Linked DNA regions of Gossypium hirsutum: all the other regions are linked to region 1. The links are chromatin contacts, called in public Hi-C maps. All regions are on one chromosome and are shown on one strand. The core of a region is the stretch at or near the end of the contact, and the rest is flanking DNA. Distances in the headings are between cores, read along the strand shown.

Region 1 (4,018 bases), core at 952-3,451:
CTGTTACAATAATGAGGGACCCAGTTGACTGTCATTATGCAGGCACCAACTCAAACTTTTCAGATACCCAGAGATATTGCCTTATAAATACTATATAGAAGTTTGATGGCATAATCATAGGAAAAAAATATAGGGCTTTCTGCTATAATCAGTGTAACTTTTTTATCCATTTCCATGTAGCTAGTATATTTAACCTTTTTTTCTTATTCAAAGGTCGGCACCGCCGTGGAAGCAAGAGGACTTTCAAGCGAGGAACGACTATTGCGATATAGTAAAAGTGATGCCCTTTTCGAGGTGACAATGGTTGTTGTTATTAAATAACCCATTAATAACTACAATTGTTGTCACGTCAACTCGAGTTTGACCTCTACTGTGCCAGAACATCTGCTCTCTGCCTAAGAGTCCTCTTGTGTTCACCTCGGTGTCAACCTTCAGCTAAGAATGAAAGGTTAAAGATACTAGCGGCCTGGAAATAGAAAAAAATATATGTTGATTACACTAGAAAGCCCTTTGCTTTTCCCGATGATTATGGCTTCAATCTTATGCATGGTATATGTAAGGCATCATTTACAGGTATCCAAAAAGCTTAAACTCGTGACCACATAATGACTGTCAATTGGCCCCTAGTTATACTCGAACCCGTGATCGTATCATGGCCACCGATTGGGACCTCCACTTAAACTTCAGCCCATGATCGTATCAAGCACTATCACCTCAAAGCCTGACTTTAATAGGATGGGTTTCTGAGGTAATGGTTCTATCCCAGCACGACATATGAAATTATGTGTTATAAGACGCGTTATCACATCAGCGGCCCCTCAAATCTACATATAAACTTTCACGATTTCACTCTTAAAACCCTAAACCCTAATTCTTAACAAAAAACTCTAACTCTAACCCTAAAATTAAAAAAAAAACCCTTAAAAGTTTGAACAACTCAATTCGAATAACTCAAACTTTGAATTTCTTCGACTTGATTCGAGTTTTGCACACCCCTAGTTTAAATCAGTACCAAGTAGTCTTTGTTTTGCTTTGGTCAAAATTTTAATGTGTCTCAACCATTTCAGTGTGTTTCGGTCTATTTCAGTCAATATCAGTTTGTATCGGTGCATACCGGCTCCTATTGATTTGTGCAAAATTTTAAAATTTTTTATTTTAACCACTTTAAGTTTTCTATAATTATATTTAAAATTAAAAGCTATTAAATTAAATTATTGAACTTAATGAATAATTTTAAACTTATATTTACATATAAATATATTTATATGAATGTAATGGAGATGTATTTGTATCTATATGTAATACATAATTTTTTTTTAACAAAATAATATATAATTTATTAAGAAACTAAAAAATTATACTATAAATATATGTGAAAAGTATTTAAATGCATATATAATTTATCAAAAAACTAAAAATGAGTATATATGTAAAAAAATATTTAAAAAATCAATAAATCCAAAACAGTACATTAAAACATGTCAATATCGATAAATCCAAATAGATACATCAAAACATATCAATACGGGTACATACTAGTACCCAAACAAAAAGTGATTAGTCCACCGGTATAGTACTGACTATCCTGCTTGTGACACTAATTTAGTCAATAATTTAATTATAGTAAAGATGTTTGTTATTTTTTAAAATAATAACTTTTAAACCTTTACAAATTTAATTAATATCCGATTAACTTATGACACCAACTCAAATAAAAAAATTATAATAATATAGAAACAACATCTATCATATTTGAAAATTGATAACTTCTAATTAGGATCAAACCAATTCATAAATATGAAAATATAAAAGTTTAATGTTGCTCTCTTAGCAAAACAAGCTTGGCGATTGTTAGCTAATTTGAACTCGCTTGTTGCATGTTTGTTAAAGGCTAAATACTAATATTTTGAAAACCAAACTGGACTGGCCGGTCGAACTGGGAACTGGAAAAGTAACCAGTCCGTTCAACAGCAAAAATCCTTTTGAACCGAGTATCAGAAAAACCGGTCGAACCGGCTTTTGGAAATTTTGAACTCCCTGGATTAGGTCAAGCTGGAAAAACGATCCAATAATAAAAAAGTCTGGTTCTTTTCAACTATGAGACCAAAGCAGAAAAAAATAAATAAAAATAAATTTAAAATTTTGAAAACTAAAAGCTAATGTCCTAAATCTACCCGTGACCCTCACCCCCCACAGTCCCACACCCATCAGACCATCAGATTCTTCAGCCCCAGGATAGCACCGTCTACTCTGCCTCACCCACCCTCAATCTAGAAGGGTTTAAAGTTTAAATAGTAGAGTTATGAAGAAGAAAAGTTTAGGAAAAAGAAAAAAATATGAATTATTGAAAAAAAGAAAGAGAAGTTAGAGTGAAGAAGCCAAAGTAATCTCATCAGAAAAGAAAAGAAAGGACAGTGAAGGTCACCCACTTATAGTATTCACGAATAAGAACAAAAAATAAAACAAATATTAAAATAAGTAAAAAGTATGGTGTGTATTTACACACCTTGAACTAGCTAATGGTTGGATTCGGTGTCTACTCAGTGAAGAATGGAAATGTTTGGCTGAAGCTTTGTGACTTTGATTACCCAGACTTCTCATTTCTTCGATAGTATTATTTTTTCAACCTCCTGTTTTGCGTTATCTCTTCTTAGTTTCAAGACTTTGTATTTCCCCTTAATATCTTATTATTATCAGATGGCATTTTCTTCAAAAAGAAATATTTTGAAATCGAATTTCCTCACCTCCATTTTCAAGACAATAATCTCAATTTTTTAAAAAGAAAAATACGTGCACTGGAATTAGGATGGCGTAACAAACCCAAGTTGAGAACAAACTTAAGATCGAAAGACATGGATGTATATTATTAGCTATTTTGAACATAACATGATTGTGTTACATGTACAGTTTATTAAGTCTGTAAATTTAATTTCAATGCCATATTCTTCTCACAAGAACAAACCATAAATGAAGAAATGGCTAAGGGTAGATGTCACTAATATCCACGCGGAAGGTTCAAGTTTTTCTCAACGACGGCAGTTTCCTCAGAGCCATGGCTGCATTAACAAAAAATACATGTAGAGTCAGATTAATCTGAAAGGAAATCTGGCTTAGTTATAGTAATGATTAGGGCACGTTATCACCTGAGGTAGCTTAGAGCGGACATTCGGTATAGACAAGTAAACACTAGGATATGCAAACCAATTGTGTAGAAAAATGCAAATGTTCGAGCACACCTGCACTTACAAACCAAGTATTTCATTAGCAAATCAACGAACTTTCTAAGCAAGCAGGTATTATTGCGTCCACACGTCACGGAGAGAATTGCGTCAGACTCCCTTATACAATGGTGACCACATTAATTTAACTACGGGCCAACAAAAATGTGCTACTACTATTCTTATTTGATATATAGAAGGGATATAACACCCAAAAGAATGTAAAGGTACATGCACATAGAAATTCTGCTCATTTACAAATGCACATTTTTAGACAGGGAACAACACTCGGACCAAAGTTGACCTATAATAAGCATTTGAATGAAGTCAACTACCTTACACAATCATCCTGCGTTAAATGATCCAAACCCCAGATCCAATTACTATTCGGTTTGCTGTTTGCAAAGTAAAACGAGAAAAAAAGTTGAGCCTACTATAAGACATACCCCAACCTACGTGAAACCTATATTCACCCGCTTAAGAGTGACTATCCTCAAGAAAATAATGAAGTGGAAAGAAGACAGAGACCTAAACTCAACCTTGGTCACAATGCTAGACACCCCAAATCTACCAGCGTGATTGCCACCTTTACAAATGTGCATACACTCAAAAAGAAAAATGAAAGAAATGGAACAAGAGATCCTGCCAAATAAAGCATACTATACACTGTATATGCAATAGATGATGAAACAAAACCATACTTGTTTCCCAGAAGAAAACGTCCGCTGCTGAGTGTGATTCTGTCTCTGAAGCCCAGCTCCTTGTATCTTTGATCCCTCTCCTATGTAATAAATGAAATT
Region 2 (4,018 bases), core at 1,086-3,585, 330 kb before region 1:
TGAATGGAGGAAGCGAAAAAGGCGGAAGGAAGATCGTATTCAAGTTGTTTGACTCGAAAAAAAAATTGGATCTGACCTAAAAAGAAAACACCAAATAAATTTATGAAAACAACGAAAAAAATAACTAAAATAAGAAATTTAAGAAAATATAATAAATAAATAAATCAACGAAAATTAGAAAAAACAAAGAGAAAGATGGAATTAGTAAACTGATGGATATGATAGATAGATGGATAAGTGTCCAACTAAACCCTTTCAGATATAAATCCCAACAAACTCAATTAATGACTCTAATCAACCCTCCAAGAAATAATTCTTGGCAAATTGAAGGATGAAAAATGAATTCTCATGACTCCTTGAAGAAAATCGAAAAGAAAACTACTTCTAAAAAATCACAATAAAGAAATCTTGCACAAAGAAACTAACTCTCAAAGTTGAAAATTAATGAAAACAATCTCCTGTTAATGAACAATGAAGAAGCCTTTATATAGGCTAACTAAGTACATCCAAATAAAACTCTAAAGTATACTGAAACTCTAATTAATCTAAATAAGAAGTAGTTTTAAACTAAATTTTCTTGTTTGACTATGAAACAAAAACTTCTAAACAACTTATAATACTTAAACAATATCCAAAATTCGGAATAAATAAATGATAAAATAATAAAACCTAATAAATACAATTTTGAGATCATATATAATAAAAATTAAGCCTAAAAACTGAACACAATATGATTTAAACTCGAATTAAAAGCCCAAAAGTAGTAATTTCCGTCATAATCTCATTCAGAAATTCTGCTCGCGCAGTTTTCACTAAAACAGTCATAACTTAAGCTCTTGAACTTGAAATCGAGTGATTCAAAGTTTGTTTCAAAACTAAGAGATAGATCTTAAAACTCTATGCAGACATCTAAGCCCATAAATGCCTAGATACCATCCAAAAATGCATCGCAAATTGACTAATCTTTTCAGCTTGAAAATTGACAGCTTGATTGAATTGATTTCAATAAATTTCACCCATTCCGTACATGTATCAGTCCTTGTTTTCTCGAAAAGATTCATCATCGTATTTTGTCTTTGATCAAATCTTGGTTTGATTTACTTAGCCTTTGACCTTATTGTTGGGCATTGAAGTAGTGTAAGCCCATCACATCCATAGGTCCGAAATTGGGCCTTGAGACTCTCATCATATAATCAATATTATCATTTGCAAATGTTAAATTATTTAAATTTACTGATTAACTAACTTATTACTATATTCAAATTCAATAAATCTACATCGCTTTTAGGATTATAATTAATTTATACACTAAACTCGTGCATCACACGTAAGAAGACTAATATTATATATTATAAGGTTTATCTAAAATAGAAATAAACAAACATGTTCACATTATAGTTTTTTAACAAATGGACACTCCCTCGTTTAAGGCACTTATTTTCAATTTGGATAAATTTCTCTTTTATATATTGTTTTTTAAATTAGGGCTTGTTTGATAGACCATTGAAAATAATAAGTATATAAGAACTATTTATCACTTAATGGAGGATATATTCAATCAATTAAATTTTATTTTATTTATTTTATTATTATATTATCCAATAAAAATTTTACGTTTAAAATTTGATTTTTGTTTAGAATAAAGTGAAATGTTTAAAAATTAAGGATAAAATGTAGAATTTTTTTTAATTTAAAATTTATGTTTATCAAACAATTTTATAACTTAAATTCAGTACTTAAAATTTTCAACACTTATTTTTCTGCATTTAATTTTTCAATTTATCAAACATTAACTTATATTAAATTAATTTAAACATTACTTAATTTTTGAACGTATATTACAATTCATAGGACTCCTTTTTTAAATTAATGTTTCATAATAAAATTATTTTTAATACTATTAATTATTATTTTTTCATGAATTAATTTATTTTCTAGTACAAAATTTTATAATAAAATATTGACATATCTACTTTTTATTAATCATTTTAATATAATATTTCAAATCTAAATTTTTCAATTTATTTTAACAATTAATATCTTTATTTATTATAATATTTTAATATTCTATTTCGAGACTTCAAAATAAAACAATAAATATATATCATTAATATGTATTATCAATTTTAAAATTTTTTAAAAACCAATTAAATTGACAAGCACAAATGATATTATTTTGATACGGACATACAAAGTAGCATTAAACCTAAAAGAAAATATGAAGTAGAATTGAGATACTTACAAATTTGTGGCTTTGTGCATAGTGGATGAAATGAAAGAAAGGCCCAATTCTAGTTATAAATTGAGTCTCCAAGTTATCATCTGTTTTCAGGACTTGGCCCAAGCTTAGGTCAGGTTGATCCAACTTCAACACAACCAAGAAATATGGAGTACTTCGGAGACACCTTCTCACAACCCCGCCAATTCCTTTCCCGCCATCAGAAAAAGGCCCTTTATTTTAGGTTTTGTGTTTTTGTTTTTCTACAGAATCAGATTAGGTTTTTGGTTTCTGTTCTCTGAAGCTGAAAAGTAGCAATTTTCTTTCTCTTTTTTTTCCCCTGTTTTTGGGCTTTTTGGTAAGTTGTCTCGAAAATGGATGAAAATTTTGATGAACAAAACAAGCTTCCAGAGCTCAAACTAGGTACCCACTCACTCCTTTTTCTGTTAGAAACTTCTTTTGATACTTTTAATTTTCTTTTGATAATTTTTTTCCAGGAATTTATGGTTGATAATACTTTTCTCCTTTTTTGGTTTTTTTTTTGGGTTACTGTTAACAGACGCTAAGCAGGCTCAAGGGTTTCTCTCATTTTTCAAAACTCTACCGAATGTAGGCCCCCTTTTCTTTTTCTATCTATTGGGATTTATATTACTAGTTATGGTTTTTTTTCCTTTAATGTTTATTTACTTATATAATGAAACCGAACAAGAACAGGTAAAATGGGGGAGAAAATGCCATGTCAATACTTAATATAGTTTGAAAAAAATGATTTAATTTGAACTATATTTCGTTTCCCTGATCATATGGTCTCTTCCTTTACAGGATCCAAGGGCTGTTCGGTTTTTTGATCGCCGGGTTAGTTCAGGCTTATAGTCTTTACCACTGTGGGTTGTAAAATTTTATGTTGTCTTTACTTCAATTATGATTATTGGTTAAATAATTTGCTTTGAGAACTGGGTGCTTATTTTTCACCTATATTAAGAAATGCCAGTTGGGTTGTCTTTGAAATTAAATATTTTTATTTCTTAATATATAAAAAAGGAAATGGAAATATGGTCTGCATATAACTGTTCTTCAGGAGATTGCTATATACGTATACGTGTGTTATCTGAAGTTCAGGGGAAAATGGTTAAATTTTTTAAAGGATCAGACGGTTTTGGAAATATTTTTCAAATCCATTTATTCATGCTAAAGTATATTGCCATTTTTGCAATGTCCTATCCCTAATTACCCATTTTCTTATATGTACCTTTCCCTTTCTACTTGTCAACCATTTCAACCTTCATCTCTGTCAGAATTTGTAAATGTGCAATGCTGCCTGTAAAAATACACAAGCGGACATCAAGACATTCTCATATTACACACATATATATAAATGCATATGTATATATTAGGTTTCTAAAACTTGTACAAATTGATTTTGTTCTATAATGCTAGTTTTATTTTCCTTTTCATTGTAAGCACCACATTTCCAAACTATTGTTTTCTGAATATACAGGATTATTATACTGCTCATGGTGAAAATGCAACCTTTATCGCAAAAACGTATTATCGTACTACTACTGCTCTCCGGCAACTCGGTAGTGGTTCGAATGGCCTTTCAAGTGTAAGTGTTAATAAAAACATGTTTGAAACAATCACCCGTGATCTTCTCCTGGAGAGAACAGACCACACTCTGGAGCTCTATGAAGGTAGTGGCTCCAATTGGAGGTTGATGAAAAGTGCCAGTCCTGGGAATCTGAGCAGTTTTGAAGATGTTCTCTTTGCCAACAATGAGATGCAGGATACACCTGTTGTTGT
Region 3 (4,018 bases), core at 1,090-3,589, 270 kb before region 1:
GCCGTTTGGATGATGTAATTTCATGATGTGACAAGATTTCTATTGCTGACTTTCATTGATGTTATTTGTTTATTTTTTTCCATTTTTAACTGATTGTGTATTCTGATTACTTCCTTGAGCTTACTCTTGGCAGTCAGGCCATCGGATTATTCTTAACACTCTTGCTACCTTATTTCCTAACTTTTTTATTTGACTGCTCCATGCAGGTATAACACCTTCTCTGGCTATCCACCTGAGATAGTTAAGAAAATGCCTAAAAAGGATCTAGCTGAGGAGGTGATTATGGTTCTCCTAACGTTCGTTTCTGTTTTTGACTTGGTTACTGTATCTCTTTTCTTTTATTTTCTAGTTTGTACCACATTTCTTACATTTTCTTTCTCCTCTTCAATGTGGTGCTATGGTTTTATGTTTGGCACTGTCTCAGTGCGATATACTGGCAATTCCAAGATTTTTTAATGACTGTTTCTGCATGTAAATATAATTTATACGGTTACCTTTTATCTCAGGTTTGGAGGCTTCAGGCAGCTCTTGGTGAGCAATCAGAAATCACCAAATATAGTCAGCAGGAGTTTGAGAGGCTTCAAAATGTAATTTTCAACTTTACCACTGCAGCTTTATTGGGTCAAATAATTAATTGTTAAACCTTGCATTACGAGCCTAATGAAGGTGGATTAAGATATATTCTTGTTGCTGACATGCGTGTTTTTTATGTAATGTCCAGGAAAAAGTGTTATGTAGGGTTTGCTTTGAGAGAGAGATACGTGTGGTTTTGCTCCCTTGTAGGCATCGTATTCTTTGCAGGTATAAGGTCCTTTTGATGTGATTGCATTTAAAGATGTATCCAAATGAAACTCAATCCTTTTCGCTCTTAATCAGATATTATTTTATTATTCTATGTTAAGCTCATCAGTTCCTTTGCATTGCAGTACCTGCTGCGAGAAGTGTAGAAAATGCCCTATCTGTCGGGTCTCCATCGAAGAACGCTTACCTGTATACGATGTTTAAATGGAAGTGCAGAGCAAATATCAAATAACCTAACAGGTTAGATGTTTTTATAAAGTTCTCATACTAGAGTGTTGCCAGTTTGAATTGACGTGAGCTAGTATAAAGATATAGAATATACATGCTATAATTACAAAAAGATTTTTCTCCGTTATTTTATATCTAATTACAGGAAATGTAAATATAGTTTCATGATAGGAATGAGATTCTGACATGGGGTTGTAAGGTTTTGCTAGCTTGTTAACTGGATCAGTAGTGCAGAATGACATGTTACGGTCCCTTTTTTTTAACAAAAAATTGTAAAACTGTAGAATTAATACTACTTGCCAGTTTATTCTGTGTATTCATTTATTCCTTTATTGGCTTTTTCTCAAAACACTTTTTTAACTTGTTACTTTTTGAGTTGGGATGAATGAAGTAGTAATTGTGCCCAAGACCAGACCTGAAGTTGGTTAGTAGATAAATTTATGGAGAGAAGTAAAAAGAATTATTGGGTGATGTGAAAAATATGTGATGCTTGTTGGTGTAGCAGTGGCTTTGGCATTTATTGGTGGATAGTGTAATAGAGATGAGCAGAGTTGAACATCCGTCGTCTTCTACTGAAAGCCAATGCCTTGTCGGATTCTGGGTTATGTTTGAAAATGGACTTTGGTCGACTGTTTTTTAGATTCGGCCGCATCATCTATTTAAACCGGACATTAACAAATTTTCTATTTAAAAAGTAACATTTGTATGAAGGCGTTTTATATTAAAGCTTCATTTGGTTTATAAGGAGTTAAGCATAATTTTATTTTTGACCCATGTCTTGAATGTACCATAGTGATCACATTTTCTTTTTCTTCCATGTAATAGAAAGATAATCATGAGTGTAATGAACTCCCAAGAAACAACTCCGGAAAGATAAGAGCTTTGCATAAATCCTAATGGGAGGTTTTTCAAAATGTTACAATGTTTTTTTAAATTAGATTGGTGGTTAAACCGATCAAATTATTGGTTCATCGGTTGATCTTGTTTGGTTTAATGATTTAATCAGTTTGATTAAAAAAATTAAAGGAATTTGATTGAACTGTCGTTTCAATCAGTTTTCTAGTGGTCAATCTATTCATATTCATATTGATTTTTGATCTAATTGGTTCAAAATTATATTTTAGATTGATCTTTTGGTCAATTTTTAGTTCAATTGTATTGACTTATAGATCCGGTGTCGTTCAAACTCTGAAAACGGAAATAAGCATGATGCCATGAAAAGAAAAAAGATCTACAAATATTGGTGGCAGGGAAGGGAACGCAGACCTCATGGGCCAAACTAATATTCCCTACTGCCTGAATTGAGACAAGGACATCATTTGCCTAACCTATTGCATATTTCCAATCTATACGAGATGAAGCCAAAACCTACATTATTATTACCCAAAGGCAAATATGCAGATATAATAAAACCTTAAAACTCATCAGACGTCACTTCAAACACTGCCCTTAATAATTAATAACCTTGAATCCCATGCCCAACTAATCACCTCTTCCTTACTACTTCACAGCTACAAATAACCCACACTTCTTTTCTTTTTCTTTTAAACTCAATATGTTAATAAATAATCTTTCATAATTAAATCAAATAGAAGACGATCAAAATCACAAAAGAACCCCAAATTCAAAGCTGCAAAGAGGGATGAATTCAAAGGAAATAAGCCCTTCACGTCGTTTCTTCCACATTTCTTGCAGCCTCGAGTACACTTTGTATATTTCAAAAAAAAAAAAAAAGTGTACACTTCGTAAACCATAAAACTACCATAAATGAGCCCAAGAACCCAAATAAAATAAAATAAAATCATACATGGTAATGGGATTTTGTCCCCATAAAGCAAGAACCTAAAAAGGTGGCAGCACATGGTTTATATCTACATCATTCGTATATGTTCTATGTGACCATGCATACCTATTGTTTTCCTCTAACTACATTTTCAATGCCTCCACCAATCTGGGAAGAATGTGCCACAAACCGAATGGCTCCGATTTATATTTATATGTAGAAGTATCTGGTTCATATTTAACACATGTACAAAAATTTAATTTTCAAGAATCCATCAAATACGTGAATCTTTTTTTAAAAAAATCTAACGATTACCATCTGACATATATGGCATTCACATATATGTTTAAGTAATATAGCTCTTAGAAAATAAGCATTGCTTGTGATTTTCTTGTAGCTTTCTTTCTGGCATGCGTGTTGACATAAAGGTGAGACTAAATCCTCTCACCACTACCTTCTTTTATACAATCATGTCTCCTGCAATTTCACAAATTTTTCTTCACTTGATGATTTTAAATGACAAATTGTTAGTATCCACCATGTTTTTTTCAAGCATATTAGCAGAAGCTAGAAAAAAGGTAGAAAAATTTCGTGGATTTTGCTATATATTTCGCTTCTAATAGGTAGTTGAAGATTCATGTTGCTTTGGTTATATATTAGGGAACAATGTGTCTTTTGGCTTCTTCAAATCCCATCACAGTTTTCTTTTTGTAGCCTTTATCGTTGCAATTAAGTGTTTTTTAGTGTCTTTTTGGTTAAAAGATACAAGCTTTCATTATTTTTTATTTATTTAGTTTTTGTGAATAATTATTTATTTTGAAAACTCTTTATTCAAATTTAAGAAGTAGAGTTTGAGAAAGCTAATGATAGATGAAAGGTGAAATCCCTATGATAGATGAAAGGTGAAATCCCTGATTTCTTGGATATTTATGATTTGAAAGTTATGTTATTTAGATTTGAATGTAAGTGTTAGATATAGGCATGTATGTTGATTTTTTATTTTTTATTTGTTGTTGTTTCTGTTAAGTTTTTCCATGTGTTTGGAGGGTATTATATCTCTTTACCCACATTTGATTTTTGAATAGGTATTGGACATGAATGCTCAAATAGATAAATTCAAAGAAAATGAAAAATAGAAATAACATTAATTTAGTGTGCGTTTGTTTTACGGAAAATGATTTATGGAAAATATTTTCTGCATTTTTC

The links. A called contact is a pair of places that touch in the nucleus more often than the background predicts.
Region 2: a Hi-C map of leaf shows a contact between it and region 1, with 2.6 times the contacts expected there. The contact joins the promoter of LOC107897679 here to the enhancer-like site in region 1. A contact is called at or near these places in 2 of 34 Hi-C or Micro-C datasets (both in leaf).
Region 3: a Hi-C map of leaf shows a contact between it and region 1, with 4 times the contacts expected there. The contact joins two enhancer-like sites. A contact is called at or near these places in 13 of 34 Hi-C or Micro-C datasets (anther, hypocotyl, leaf and 1 more).

What each region holds. Positions count from the first base shown.
Region 1 is chrD09:24,511,235-24,515,252 of Gossypium_hirsutum_v2.1, forward strand. LOC107892018 (protein CASP) reads right to left here. Exons shown (of 19, transcript XM_016816980.2): 17 at 3,920-3,999; 18 at 3,144-3,236; 19 at 2,838-3,056. The coding sequence ends at 2,996. Among protein-coding and RNA genes, the nearest start is that of LOC107892018, 19 kb to the right of the region's middle. Within about 2 kb of position 2,202, at least 7 of the 9 cell types and tissues checked have an H3K27ac peak or open chromatin away from gene starts, as enhancers often do. A contact at or near this core is called in hypocotyl and leaf, where this site is marked.
Region 2 is chrD09:24,176,294-24,180,311 of Gossypium_hirsutum_v2.1, forward strand. It overlaps LOC107897679 (DNA mismatch repair protein MSH2), which reads left to right and starts at 2,336. Exons shown (of 12, transcript XR_005918577.1): 1 at 2,336-2,641; 2 at 2,778-2,827; 3 at 3,041-3,073; 4 at 3,717-4,018.
Region 3 is chrD09:24,242,287-24,246,304 of Gossypium_hirsutum_v2.1, forward strand. LOC107892097 reads left to right here. Exons shown (of 14, transcript XM_016817088.2): 11 at 207-276; 12 at 507-587; 13 at 722-801; 14 at 927-1,345. The coding sequence ends at 1,005. Among protein-coding and RNA genes, the nearest start is that of LOC107892097, 9.4 kb to the left of the region's middle. Within about 2 kb of position 2,340, at least 4 of the 9 cell types and tissues checked have an H3K27ac peak or open chromatin away from gene starts, as enhancers often do. A contact at or near this core is called in hypocotyl and leaf, where this site is marked.